5 separate regions of the Zea mays genome follow, and regions 1, 3, 4 and 5 are each linked to region 2. A link is a contact called in public Hi-C data. All regions are on one chromosome and are shown on one strand. The core of a region is the stretch at or near the end of the contact, and the rest is flanking DNA. Distances in the headings are between cores, read along the strand shown.

Region 1 (2,700 bases), core at 38-2,537, 320 kb after region 2:
TCAACTTGAACTGGGTGTTTATTTTCTTCTTAATGCAAATCAATAATCAACTAGCTCCTCCTAGGTTGTATAATTTTTTAAAAGAAATTTCAAACAAGAAAATAACAGCAGTGTGGAAAAAATCAAGAAAGATAAACTGAAGATTAGTTGATACATACTTGGCACCAATGCAGTCCATGGTACATATAAACGGCTCATCGTTGTCTCCTAGGCCAGCAATAACTGGTTGGCAGAAGTATGGTCCAAACCTACATATGACAAAATACTTCTGTCAGAGGTTCGAAAAAGGATATGTAAGGTGACAAACAGCAGACTGAATCCACACAAATATCCGAAACAGCACACTTCCTTAAGATAACCGAGAAATAAGTGAATAGCATAAGCTTAATATCAGCCAGCAGAGCACGGAGAAGCATTCAAATACTGGCCTCCCAAAAGCCCAATGGTTCTCAATTTCTGAAGTGGAGATAACGACATTAGTACTTCACAGTTCACATTTCCAGGGTATCCTTCATTCGGCATGTGAATGTGATTTACCTCCATGCACACCAAGGAAATCACAGATACACCATGCCTACAAATGAATCTGTCAAAAATTGTGGGTTTGTCACCTTTTCTCATAGAGGAGGGCTGAAACAAGGCTGGCAAAGGTTTCGGGCTTCATGTCCCTCTCCTCCATCAGCTGGTACAACTTGTGCCTGAACACCAGCCGCTGATACCTGCACAAAGAGGACAACGACATGCATCAAACCCAAATCATAAACCATGTACGGTCCCCGTCTCCAAAACGGAGCGCCGAAACCAAACGAATCGAGGATCCGGGACACCCACAGCGTCTGGGCGTCGGTGGCGAGCCCCGAGAGCCCGATGTAGAGCTTGTCGTGGACCTTGAACACCCGTCGGAAGTCGGTGGCGATCGTCTGCAGCTGCACGCCGAGGCGGCGGTCGCTGGCGATCGCGAAGCAGTTCTTCCCCACCATCGCCACCACGGCGCTCCCGTTGTACTCGAAGATCTGAGCACCAAGAAACGAGCAGCCGAGCGAGGCGGGGCGTGACCATGAGTTGACAAAGCTAGGATCTCAGAGCACACGGAGCGAGAAGCGGAGGTTGGAAACTAGGGCTCCGGAGGGCACTCACCGACATGACCCTGACCTGCGCGGCGGCAGCGGAGGCGGAGGCGACGGCGAGAACGGAGAAGGCAGCGGCGCAGGTTGATTTCCGCCGGCGTAAAAAAAACGAACTTGCGGAGTACCAACCGGACTCCGGACTGTGACTGGATGCTGGGCCTATCCGGACTATGGGCTCTGAAGAGGTAACCAGCTCGTTCCAGACCTTTTTGACGGAAGGCCCATTATTCACTATTGCACTGACTGTGAAGAGTTGCAAATGCTCGAAAGAGGCCCTCGCTTGCGCGGAGCCCATCAGAGTGATCGTGAATTTCATCATGATGAGTAGGGTGTAAACGGATATTAGAATTGTTAGGATAAATTTAATATTTTAAAATAGATATGTATGAAATTTGATGTTGATCTTTTTATGTTATGAAGCATATTATTATAAATGATAAAATATTATATATAAATTATTTATACATTATTTGCTCCTTACAACCAAAAAAGTGAAAAATATCCGTATCCAAAATTTATATCTATTATTTGAGAAGATATATGATAAATTTGAGATTTATCTTTCATAAATATTTACAAGCTTAATGCTAAAAACAAGAATATAAATTTGTATAATAGATTCTATATTCTATTAATTCACAATTAAAGAAAAAAGATCAAAAAATTGATATCTGAATAAGTATCCGTTTGCTCTCCTAATGATGAGTCGTGGTAACAGGTTAATCAATATGAGTACTGTTGTACAACCTAAGAAGATGTTTGGGAGTGAAGTTTTTTCACAGTTTTGAAAAAATACTGTTATATTCTCAAATACTATAGTATTATATACATAATAGTGTTTGGCAAGCTAGCTAAAAATCTATGTCTTCAAAATTAAAACATTGCAAGTACTGTAGTTGTTTTAAAATATTGTAAACTTAGGTTTGAATCTAAATTCCAAAATTGTAGTATTTTCAACTGTGGTATTCTCATGACTAAAGTATATTGTAGTATTTGTAAAAATTATGGGTTTCAAAAACTTTGTTCCCGAACAGGGCCTAAGGCTCTCTCCAACAAGAAACGCTGAAGCATTCGGTACGCTATATTTAGCATGTACCATCGTCCTCAATGTCTCCAACAAGCACATGTAAAGTGTTCGCTAAAATTTAGCGGAGCTCCAGCGTCCGCCAAATCTAGCATCTCCTGTGCGTCCGCTATTCTATTAGCTCTCGTACGGGCCAAACCTAGCATCTCCTGTCCGTCCGCTATTCTGTCAGCTCTCGTACGGAAGTCATGCCTGCTACCATCATAGCGCCAATAAAAAACAAACAATGCTAGGAAGAAATATATTGTCGTCTCCGCTGACCAGAAAAAAAGAACGAAAAAATGGAACCAAAAGATCTACTGTGGACATATGTGAGAACGACCATTTCATATATTCGACATCTTTTAGTTGTACACAAATATTTTACTATGTATTCTACAATGATTTGTAATTTGTTGCAAAAATACGGTTGCAATAAATTATGTTAATATGGTTACCAAAATATATATAATGAGATATAGAACAAATGTTGTAGTTTATAAATTCTGT
Region 2 (2,700 bases), core at 132-2,631:
TTTTGATTTATGATCCTTGTGACTCCCTTGTTACATTTTTTTTTCCTTTTCTGTATATACATACAAAACAAGATATCTTACTCTCGAGAAAACACCCCACGTTTTTGTCACAAAGAAAGAGCACTTGCAAACCTGCCCTAGCACTGCAAGTCAAGCGAAGATCTAGATGCATGTGAAATCTATAGTAATTCATGGTTGGAGACACTCTATTCAAGTGGGAACCTATAGGTAAAAGTATAACACTCCGATATACTGTTTAACTACATCTACAGACGGACCAACTGATTGTACACACTTTTGAAACAAAGGTTAGAAACTGTTGACTTGTTTAACTAATAACAACAAAAGAATGCAATCACCAACACGATGAAAATACAGCTACAGCAAGACAATAGTCCAACAACATCAACACAGAAAGCACCTAAAAGCATCATCTCAGCATCGCTTATGGATTTTGTATTGTGGAATAGGACTATTAACTATGCAAATCAATCACCCCAGCATTCCATACTTCCGGAGATCAAAGGATGAAATCAGTGACACCATACTACTACACAATAGTATCACACCTATTCATTATAGCATCCAAAGTTATCGTGACACAATGAATCTTTACGAATTTGCAGCAGAAGTGCAGAACAGCATGCATTCGACGTTCCAGAGCTTTACAATCCAGCCGTTTGGTTAGCTAGATCTCTACAGCACTGACCGAAATCAAATCGACACGAGTGGCACCCAATCAGCGGCTCGGCGCATAAGAACAGAGACACGGGCAGCGGTGTACATAGTGGCACCGACCTGAGACGAGGACGAGGTGCCGGCGGCGCTGTACTGAGCGGGCGTAGTAGAGTGGAACAGCCGGCGCGGCGGCACCTGGAGCCCAGCTCCGCCGGCCCCGACGGGAAACCGCCCCAAAGGCGCGGCAAACCACGCCGGCCTCCCCGTGGTGGCGCCGAAGGCGGAGGCATCACCCGCGAGCGGCGCGAGGGACCGCGGGAGTACCTCGCGGCTAACGCCGGGGCCCTGGCGGCGTTTGGTGGCGACCACAACCGCGCGGGCTGCGCGCGCTAGCCTGGACGCGGCGGAGCGCGCCATCGTGGCGGAGGGTTTTGGGTCTGGGTTTAGCGCTTTGCTGCGGACACTGGACTGGCCAAGCGGTTACGCCGCGAAGATGCTGGCTCGGTTATTTGTGGCGGCGGCGACGGTTGTTGGGAGGGCACAGCGGAGAGGAGTGGCGACGCTTGGAGAAGGGGAAAGAAGGTGTGCCGGCAGCGCAGGCGAAGCGAATGGAAGGTTGCAGAAGCTTCTACTAGATGCGGTGTTCGTCGACCTCCGTGCACGTCAACCGTCTGATCCGTAACCGACGGATACCGTTCGTAGCCGACTCAAGGGGGGGCACTCATCGTCGAGATAAGATGGAGAACTGCGTTCGGCGCGAGTTCTTCACTTTCGCTGCATCGTTTGCTCGGCAGCAGCAGCGGATGAAGGCGAGTATCCAAATCTTTTGCAAATTGCAAACGCATAAACTCCAAAACATTCAAACTACAGGGCTAGTTTGGTGTCAAGAAGATTGTATTAAGGTAAACCAAAATCTATATGTACTAAAGTGAATTGGAGGGTAAATTAGTTTACACCGTAAACCGCTTTAATATATGTGAATCAAAGTAAGTACTAATTGAATTGAAGTGTAAATTAGTTTACACCGTAAACGGCTTTAATATATACAAATTAAAGTAAATACTATAGTATCCAAACAAGCTCTAAGACGGATCGGTGTATTGAGGGGGATCGTGGGGTTGTCACCAAACCAGTGTTCACGCTTGATCTTCGCCTATAACTTCAGTCTCGGCAAGACTGACCACGATGCTGGAAACATGTTTCGATTTCTCAGGCTATCAAGCAATCATGCAAAATTGCAAATGACGAATGCTGGGATCTTTCTGGAACAGATTGCCAGTGACAATCAACAAAGGGAACAGCAAAACGATTTCCAAGAGGAAACAGGACAGCATTCCTTGGCTCATAACCATGCTGTATATATCACGATAGCCACAGTTAACACCTGACTTGAAAACATAGCCATACGAGTTAAGGTAGCAAATACCACATAGTTGATATTCGGACGTGACACTGGAACCTGGTCGCTAAACTGAAAAACCAAATGCAAAGGGCATTTGTGATGCAATCTTGCTACTATAAACAACTTTGGACCAATCAAGCGCCGAACCCCTCCACAACCACAAATGCGGAAAATCTCACACGAAGGCAGACTTGATGTAGAGAACTGAAACTTGCTAGACCAGTTCCCAGTCCCCATCAATGAAGGAGACGCCATCGTCTGCGCGGTCCTGCATTGAAAAAAAAACGCATGGTTCACATAAAAATACGGGGCCGTAATGCTAACTACTCTCGAATATAAAAAAAAAGATGTATAGGACCATACCGGCCTAAACATGTCCACGACAATGTCATCCAGACCACCACTAAGTCCCCTTTGCAGCCTACCTGTCCCCATGAGTTCGTTGTTGTAGTTTAGATGACTGCTGACAGCTTGGTGATCAATCCTGCCATCTTGCAGAGGGGGGACAACACAACCACCTGAATTGCTACCACCCAGTGTCTGCCCTGGAACAACAGAACCGTCTATGCGAAGGTTCGGCAATGTAGAGTTGACGCCTGAATTACTAAGCGCAAGGTTGT
Region 3 (2,700 bases), core at 100-2,599, 440 kb before region 2:
TTGTAGAAACCTCTGCACAAGTACTAGAACGCAAAGGTAACGACAAGCCGCGCGCCTGCATGCGACGTGTCAGTCAAAAGAAGAACAGCGCTTCTGCTTACATACGGCGGCCTAATCAATCAAAAACCTCGGCAACAAAGGTGGTCATAAAGAAACGGTGCAAGTACGTACTGATCCTCGCCCCCCGTGCGGCGAGCACTATGAAAGGATGTTTGGTCAGTCAGAATTAGGCAACGGCGGCGGCACGGCGATACGTATATACTACTTACTTGTTGGTAGCTAGTTCGCCGGATTATTCTGATTCCATTAGTTTGGGCCTCCGGAGCTCACCTAGCAAGGAAATTAAGCCGCAGCCATCAGGAGCGACCTTTCCCTCACCTAGACTAGAGCTACCAGCAGTACCACCACATGCGCATGCTCTTCTCTCTCTTTTTTCTTTTCTTTTTTTTGTAAAAAAAAGTTTGTTTAGAAAACAGAAACAGAGAAAGTCTAAAATCTGCCGGATTAATTAGTGCTAACTAAGCTACCACTACCAGGCTCTCGCTCTTCCGACCAGAAAGGCTGGTCAACAAGCTAAAGTCGTCAATTGGTCCCCCCGCCGATCTTTCCTAGGCATGTGTGGTGGTGTATTTTCTTGACTTCCGGAGCCACCGCCACCCAACCTGCAGGCGACCATCGCCGTCATCCTCTCGCGGCTCATCCGCAGGCCGACATGCTATCCGAGGCCAACCAAGGCTTCGCTCACCCGCCTCCGTCCCACCCGACTCGTGACAAATAGGCGTACCAGCACTGAAAAAAAATATTTCAGCAGAGAGGCAGAGGCCACGGCGTCGGCGTCGCCATCACGGTCAGTCACGTCTTCTCCTGCTGGTCCATCGGCAACCTCCAGTGCGCTTCGTCGTCGTCGTCCTCCGACCCCCGCCCCGGGCCCCACCACTCGCCTATTCTTCTAGTAGTTGTAGCAGCAGTATTCCCCCGCCACATTCGCGTGCGCGAATTCCACGGCCCCTTGTTTGTTTATGCGGTCTCTCGTCTCGCCTCAGCTCAGCTGCTGATTCGATCGCCGCGCGACCGGAGAAGAGGACAGGCGCGTGTGCGAGTGATGGCGACGTGCGCTGGGCTGGCACTGGCAGCGCCTCTCTCTCTCTCTCTCTCTCTCTCTCTCTCTCTCTCTCTCTCTCTCTCTCTCTCTCTCTCTCTCTCTCTCTCTCTCTCTCTTCTTCTAGCCGATGAGACCGCCCGGACGGACCATCCTCCTTCGATATTCCCGGCCGGGTCGTCGAGTCCCCCAGTCCCCAGTCCTTATATAAATCACGCCATGTCCCGAGCAATCGCCACTCCAACTCTCAAGCGTCTCTACTCCTCTTCCTCCTCTCTCTACTCTCCAAGTTCTCTTCTCCGTCGACCGCTCTACACGTCTCTTGTCGACCTGGACACCGAGGTGGAAGAAGGAAGCAGTCAGCAGATGGATCCATGGATCAGCAGCCAGCCTTCTCTGAGCCTTGACCTGCGCGTCGGCCTGCCGCCGCTCAGCCTCCACCACCAGGCGCCGGTGGCCGTCGCCTTGCCCAGGCCCAAGCTGCTCGTCGAGGAGAACTTCCTCCTGCCGCCTCCAAAGAAAGAACCAGAGGTACGCATATATACACTACACTCCGATCCTATGTGCGACGCAAGCATGCACCCACCCCACCTGGACTGGACGGAGACGGCGGGCGTGACGACGAGCAAAGACTCTAACGGACTGTCCCCTTGATTTGATCCCAGGTCGCGGCTCTCGAGACGGAGCTGCAGCGGATGGGCGAGGAGAACCGGCGCCTGGCGGAGGCGCTGGCCGAGGTGGCCTCCAAGTACGAGGCGCTGCGGGGGCAGTACACGGAGATGGTGGCCGCGGCGGCCACGGCCTGCGGGAACCACCCGTCGTCCACGTCGGAGGGCGGGTCCGTGTCGCCGTCGCGGAAGCGCAAGAGCGAGAGCACGGACACCGCGCCGCCCGCGCAGCAGCTACTGCACCAGCACTACCCGGCGGTGGCGCCGGACCAGACGGAGTGCACCTCGGGCGAGCCGTGCAAGCGCATCCGGGAGGCGGAGTGCAAGCCCAGGGTGTCGAAGCTGCACGTGCACGCCGACCCGGCCGACCTCAGCCTGGTGGTCAAGGACGGGTACCAGTGGCGCAAGTACGGGCAGAAGGTTACCAAGGACAACCCCTGCCCGCGGGCCTACTTCCGCTGCTCCTTCGCCCCGGCCTGCCCAGTCAAGAAGAAGGTGCAGCGCAGCGCCGACGACCCCACCATCCTGGTCGCCACGTACGAGGGCGACCACAACCACGGCCAGCCCCCGCCACAGGCGCAGGCGCCGCACGACGGCTCCAGCCCTGGCGCCAGCAAGAAGCCGCCGTCGCCGCCGAGGCCGGTCGCCGCCGCTCCGGCGCCGCTCCACCACCAGCAGGTCCAGCAGCACCAGCAGCAGCAGGCGGTTGGCGCGGTGAAATGCGAGCCGCCCGTGGCCGCGGCGGCGTCGGAGCTCATCCGGCGGAACCTCGCGGAGCAGATGGCCATGACGCTGACGCGGGACCCCAGCTTCAAGGCGGCGTTCGTCACCGCGCTGTCCGGCCGGCTCTTCGAGATGTCGCCGACCAAGGACTGACGGAACGGATCGGATGGATTGGGAGATTGGCATCGCAGGAGATTCTGGATCAGATTG
Region 4 (2,700 bases), core at 64-2,563, 270 kb before region 2:
CTATTTAGTAATAAATACCTGACCAACTAAAAGCAACTGATTCAAGCTTAATTCCACATACAGCTAGTCCACTTTAGCCAAACGGGACATTTACTGAGTACGTTGATGTGTACTCACCCTTGCTTTAAAAACCACCCAACATCAGGTTGTCCCTATTGCAATAAGTGCTCAGGAGAAGATGAAGGCAACATGGAGGACTTTCAGGACTTCGACGAATTATAGTTGTGTTTAGTGGTGAACCCCCAGTCAGCTGCCTGTGAAGGCCTTATCGTACTATGTTTCGTGTTCGCACTTTGATCTATGTTAAGTTAATGACTCTGTGGATGTCTTGGACATCATGATGTAATAAGTACTTATTTCCGCTATTATTTTGAGCTATGTGTAATAATGTCCAATTATGTAATCGCTGTGTACGTGAATTTCTAATCCTGGCACGTACATGATTTACATTCGGTTTGTCGTCCAAAACCGGGTGTGACGAGCAGGGATGACAATTAAATGGGGACTAGAGCTGTAAAAGAGCCAGACTCAGCTCGACTCGATGCATGAGCAGGCTGAGCTCGGTTAGATTTAACGTTTCTACGATCTCGAGGTAGAGGCTTGACTCTGGCATGCAAGTCGGCCTGCTTTGCTTCTTGATTCTAGAGAAGATAACTAGTATAGGCAATGCACATGAATAATAAAGCATAGGCTAAGTAAAATCAATTGATCGAGCAATGTAGATAACATATAATGAAAAAAAATTAAGTAGATTTGTGTATCCAAATTTTTGGGCTCTTAGTCTCTATTAAATCAATTTGGACCTAGCTCGTGAGCCAGCTCAAGAGCTTGAACGAGCTGGCTCGACTCTAGCTACATAACAAAAGCCCAAAAACTTGTTGAGAACTATGTTACCACGTATCACTAGATCCGCTTTCTTCGCTCCCGTCACCAGTAGAAGCGCGAGAAGTTATATAACCTCGTTCTCTTTCCTAGCAATCCATACACTCAGAGAACACACAAGACACAATATGTAGGATTGAGTCTCTGGTCTCTTTTTGTCGTTCTCATATTATGAGGGGTATAGGCTTCTTTATATAGAGACGTGAGACCACTCAAGAGTATATTCGGTATTTACCCACATAACCTTTTATTAGGGTTTCTCAACAAAACTAACTTCATTTGGCTCATCTAAGGCTCGGGAGTCGAACCGCTTCTAGCTCAAGTAGTCTCATAAACTTGGAGCTTTTTTCCAATTGAGGACCGCTGCAACCCGACAATATCAGCCGAAAAAAGATTGTGTGTTGGGCAAGAAGCTTACGACCCAGCAGTCACTCCATGACAATGAATCAGCCCATGTAAGACCGTGTATAGGGGCAAGAAGGTTACGGCCCAACAGTCTCTCTATGGCAACGAATGTGGCATTGGCCCAAAAAGTTAAGAAAAACGAATGTGGGCTCGACCCAAAAGTAGAAGTAAAGAAAAAGGAGAACAAATATCGTGGGCAGCAGTGTTACCCCAGGATTAAGTGGGCTAATACGAACATGTACTCTTTCGTTTCGTAATAATAACAAGATAAGTCTACCCATATTTTTGTCTCTTTGTATCTAGGAATGACAATGGTTCGGATTCGAGCTGGGTGGAGAAAAATCTATCCACGGTCGCATATGTGAAGTCTAACTAAACCCACTCACGATCATACCCACGGGTGTAATTCCAAACCCGTACCCGAACTCGTCGGGTTTCAGGTGGGTTTTAGGTCACTCATGGGTTTTCTACATTAAGGACTTTTAAACAATAATTCAACTATAAACAATTAAGTACTAATTCGGTGGCGGAGCCAGGAATTTTGGTTAAGAGGGCCTTTCTGCCATATTATTATATACTAGTTAGTTGCCCATACATTAATAAGGTTTCTATATATCATATAAATAGACTTTGCTCAAATGAGATATTTATTCAAACACGATTATGTTTCTTATTTTAAAATTATTACTATATAGTTACAATATCACTTCTTCATATAACACAAACATACATAAGTTACGGTGGTAGAAGCCAAACACCTCAAACCGAGTGGGTAGGGTTCTAATCTTTGGCACCCCAGTCTGTCTGGTTCAGATATAGAATCCTGAAAATTTGATTATAACTATGAGATGCGAGAAATCTGTTGTGAGCTGATGATTGTAAAAAAACTAAAATTTGTTTGGTTAAAACAAATATCAACTATAGATTCTATAAGAACATGAAAGTTTTGTAACATGAATGACAGAAATCTAGAAAATCTAAGGTAGAAGGTTATTCTGAATTGAACTAGAGAAATTAGTACATTTTTAGCAATCTATTTTACTATTGTACTCGTTTGATTGAGAATCTAGATTTTTGGCAGGAAATCTGGTTCAGAAAGCTAAACCAAACACTCTCTTATATTAGTAGAAATTTATATAACATATAACATTGTAATATCTGCTAGTTATAGTTTATATGCTCACCAAGTAACATATAACACGTCAACTAAGCAACATATATGCACAGGTGCAGGATAGTTCGTAGCGGAAACTGACTAACAACGACACGACAGGAGCCCTCGGTGGGGCGACGCATGGGCATAGAAGGACTACGATACGAGCGTGCAGCAACATATCACGGATTCACGATTTATAAACATGAAGAACGAGATCACGTGATAGGATTTCCGTTTAGTTGCGTATCATGCGTTGT
Region 5 (2,700 bases), core at 201-2,700, 390 kb after region 2:
GGATCACGACGCTGGCGACGGATGAGAGGATAATGGCAGCGACGAGCTCCCTGCTGAGGTGGTGGTGCCTCTCCGCCACAACCACACCTGCAACAACAGCACAAAAGCAAAACGATAATACAGGTAGGTGGTTTTAGACACTGGCGCACTTTGTATGTATATTAGGAGTACAAATTAATGAATGATGATGAACACAGCAAAATTCATTCGGGCGTCGCAGAAATATGGATGCTTCGAAACCAAACTGAACTAGGTAAATTTGGAGTTTCAAAGGTGACACGGTTCCTTAATAAACTCCGAAAGGAAGAACATATATTTTCTGCAATTGAGTTATATACGACAATATTATTGACGCAGTCGACTGTTTCCTTATAGAGTTGAATAGGATTATTAGAGTTGAATAAGCAAATGAAACTCCAGTAGATTCAACTTCCTGAATGGAAAATCCGAAAACGAATGATCCGCGTTTTCTGTGCAACTTGTAATAGACTATCCCAGTATACGCTCAAAAACTTGTAATAATAGAATATGATCCCGACGATTTTCGCCCTACGATTTATAACGTGGTTTGCCCACCAAATGAGCACTAAATTTCGCCTCCCCAGTCCCCACCAAAAAAAATGAGCAAATTGCGACCAAAAGGCGCAATTTTGCTTCAGCGAGGATGAAGAACCCAGGAACATTACTTCAAAAACACACTGAAACCCCGCAAAAGAAGAAGAAGAAGCGCGAGGTTTTGATACAGCATTCCAGCCTACTGCCTACCTAAGGGAGGAGGCGCCACGGCCGAAGGAAGCACGGAGGCCACGCCGCCGCTGGCGGTGGGTGCAGGCTGCAGCGCGGGCTGAGCCGCCGGTGGCCATCCCGGAGAAGGCGGCGTGGCCCTCCCATTGGCGACCAACAACGGGCGACACACCAGGAGCAGCAAGACGACGAAGGCGGAGGAACGGAGGAGCGGCGATGGCGGCGGCATTGACTTCACCACTACTCCTCCCCGCCTCCGTCCCTCTCCTTCCCGCGTCTCTCGTCTCGCGCACCTCTCCTCCGCAGGAGCAGACAGGGGCGTTACAACAGCAACGGGCACACTAAAGCCTGTGCCTTTCTGACCAGATACCATGCGAGTCAGGGAATCCAAAGGGGGAGGAAGAATGCAGCGGATACAGCACCACTGCACTGCTGCGCGCTCTCTCGGCTCTTCTCTGACCCTTGCGTGCACTCACTCCTCCCTCTGGTTTCTTGAGCCGCCAGTTGATCTCGCTCGCTCCGTTTCTTTTCCGCCAGCGTAACGCTGCAGGGAGACGGCGACAAGAAGAGGAGAGGGGGAGGGAGGGATCAGGAATGGTAGCCCGGTAAAGTCCTCAGGGGGTATAGGAGGAGAGGGACGGGCGGTGCTCAGCTCACAGGCTCTTGTAAAAGGTTGGTGGTCGCGTGGAGCAAAGGAGGGCAGCTTGCCCCAATTGTCATGTGGCAGTTGCGAAAAGGCACCGCAGGCCCGCTGCTGTGGATGGCGATCGCCCCTCGCCTCGGCCTGCGGGTAATGCCGCCGCATGCGCTGTGCTGCCGCGCGCACCAACCTCAGTTTCCGTGCAGGTGATGATGCAGCCTGCAGCTGCTCTGCACGACACGGTCCTATCGGGCATCGGCCCCGTCCCCTCCGCCGAGTGAACTTCCGCCACGGTACAGCAGCTACAGTGCTACAATAATCAGCAAGCAAAATAATGCTGTTTACATTGACTAAAATAAGGGGATGGTTGTGTCCGGTGGATAATATAGATCAATTATCTTCGGTCGTTTATATTTGATCCTTTCCAAGTTTATATACATATCGTTGCTTTGTTATATTATGTAGCTGGAGATTTTTTTTCTTTCCTTTTTTTAATATAGTCGACAGCTCTTGTGCGTATGATCATCTAAAACAAAAGCAAAAGCACAACTTAACGACACGTTTGGATTGACGAATAGACTCATCCTGAATCATCCGAACCTAAATCCGAACTTGGATGTTCTGTTTGGTTTGTGTCACGAGGTGAACCGATCCGTCGTCAAGCTATCCTTCGTGGTCTTCCCTGCAAGCGTAAGTTGACGAACGAGCTGGTTCCTCGAAAAAATATCGGATGACTTCGTCCTTCTCGTCTCTAAACCCATGATGGATGATTCCACTCTAGACTAGATGCTGCTGCAATCCAAACACATCATAAAAGTTTAGCTCATAGCCTAGCTCTGTTTTGAACTTGAAAGGGAATTAGGCTTACACCTAGTCCCTAATTAATTTTGGTGGTTGAATTGCCCAACACAAATATTGGACTAACTAGTTTGCTCTAGTGTATAAGTTATACAGGTGCCAAAGGTTCACACTTAGCCAATAAAAAGACCAAGTAGTGGTTTGACAAAAGAGCCAAGAGATAACCGAAGGCACCTCTGGTCTGGCGCACCGGACTGTCCGGTGTGCCACCGGACATGTCCGGTGCACCAGAGGACTCAGACTTCAAACTCGTCACCTTCGGGAATTTCCAGAGGCGACTCCGCTAAAATTCACCGGACTGTCCGGTGTGCACCGGACAGTGTCCGGTGCTCCAACGGAACGCGGCTCAGAAACTCGCCAGCCTCGGGATTTCACGAAGGCTGCTCCGCTATAATTCGCCGGACATGTACGGTGAGCACCGGACTGTCCGGTGGATCCTCGGAGCAACGGCTACTTCG

Evidence for each region. Hi-C and Micro-C count contacts between places; a contact is called where the count stands out from the background.
Region 1: a contact with region 2 is called in a Hi-C map of tassel, with 7 times the contacts expected there. The contact joins the promoter of LOC100272320 here to the promoter of LOC100217072 in region 2. A contact is called at or near these places in 12 of 25 Hi-C or Micro-C datasets (bundle sheath, ear, endosperm and 5 more) and 2 of 3 datasets of contacts at active chromatin or transcription factors (leaf and seedling).
Region 3: a contact with region 2 is called in a Hi-C map of tassel, with 5 times the contacts expected there. The contact joins the promoter of LOC100279570 here to the promoter of LOC100217072 in region 2. A contact is called at or near these places in 4 of 25 Hi-C or Micro-C datasets (bundle sheath, ear, endosperm and 1 more).
Region 4: a Hi-C map of leaf shows a contact between it and region 2, with 8 times the contacts expected there. The contact joins the enhancer-like site here to the promoter of LOC100217072 in region 2. A contact is called at or near these places in 2 of 25 Hi-C or Micro-C datasets (leaf and tassel).
Region 5: a Hi-C map of ear shows a contact between it and region 2, with 3 times the contacts expected there. The contact joins the promoter of LOC100282434 here to the promoter of LOC100217072 in region 2. A contact is called at or near these places in 4 of 25 Hi-C or Micro-C datasets (bundle sheath, ear, endosperm and 1 more).

What each region holds. Positions count from the first base shown.
Region 1 is chr5:95,667,542-95,670,241 of Zm-B73-REFERENCE-NAM-5.0, forward strand. LOC100272320 (Proteasome subunit beta type) reads right to left here and starts at 1,288. Exons shown (of 7, transcript NM_001146804.1): 1 at 1,138-1,288; 2 at 832-1,013; 3 at 612-719; 4 at 159-248. The coding sequence starts at 1,143.
Region 2 is chr5:95,342,820-95,345,519 of Zm-B73-REFERENCE-NAM-5.0, forward strand. It overlaps LOC100217072 (Chaperone protein ClpB4 mitochondrial), which reads right to left and starts at 1,382. Exons shown (of 10, transcript NM_001359556.1): 1 at 799-1,382. The coding sequence starts at 1,095. It overlaps LOC541638 (response regulator 9), which reads right to left. Exons shown (of 6, transcript NM_001111393.1): 5 at 2,444-2,700; 6 at 2,018-2,348. The coding sequence ends at 2,295.
Region 3 is chr5:94,905,888-94,908,587 of Zm-B73-REFERENCE-NAM-5.0, forward strand. LOC100279570 reads left to right here and starts at 1,350. Exons shown (of 2, transcript NM_001152567.1): 1 at 1,350-1,630; 2 at 1,765-2,700. The coding sequence starts at 1,466. The coding sequence ends at 2,643.
Region 4 is chr5:95,075,483-95,078,182 of Zm-B73-REFERENCE-NAM-5.0, forward strand. No RefSeq gene overlaps it. Among protein-coding and RNA genes, the nearest start is that of LOC100275772, 54 kb to the right of the region's middle. Within about 2 kb of position 1,314, at least 16 of the 20 cell types and tissues checked have an H3K27ac peak or open chromatin away from gene starts, as enhancers often do. A contact at or near this core is called in leaf and tassel, where this site is marked.
Region 5 is chr5:95,728,156-95,730,855 of Zm-B73-REFERENCE-NAM-5.0, forward strand. It overlaps LOC100282434, which reads right to left and starts at 1,451. Exons shown (of 10, transcript NM_001155345.2): 1 at 766-1,451; 2 at 1-87. The coding sequence starts at 973.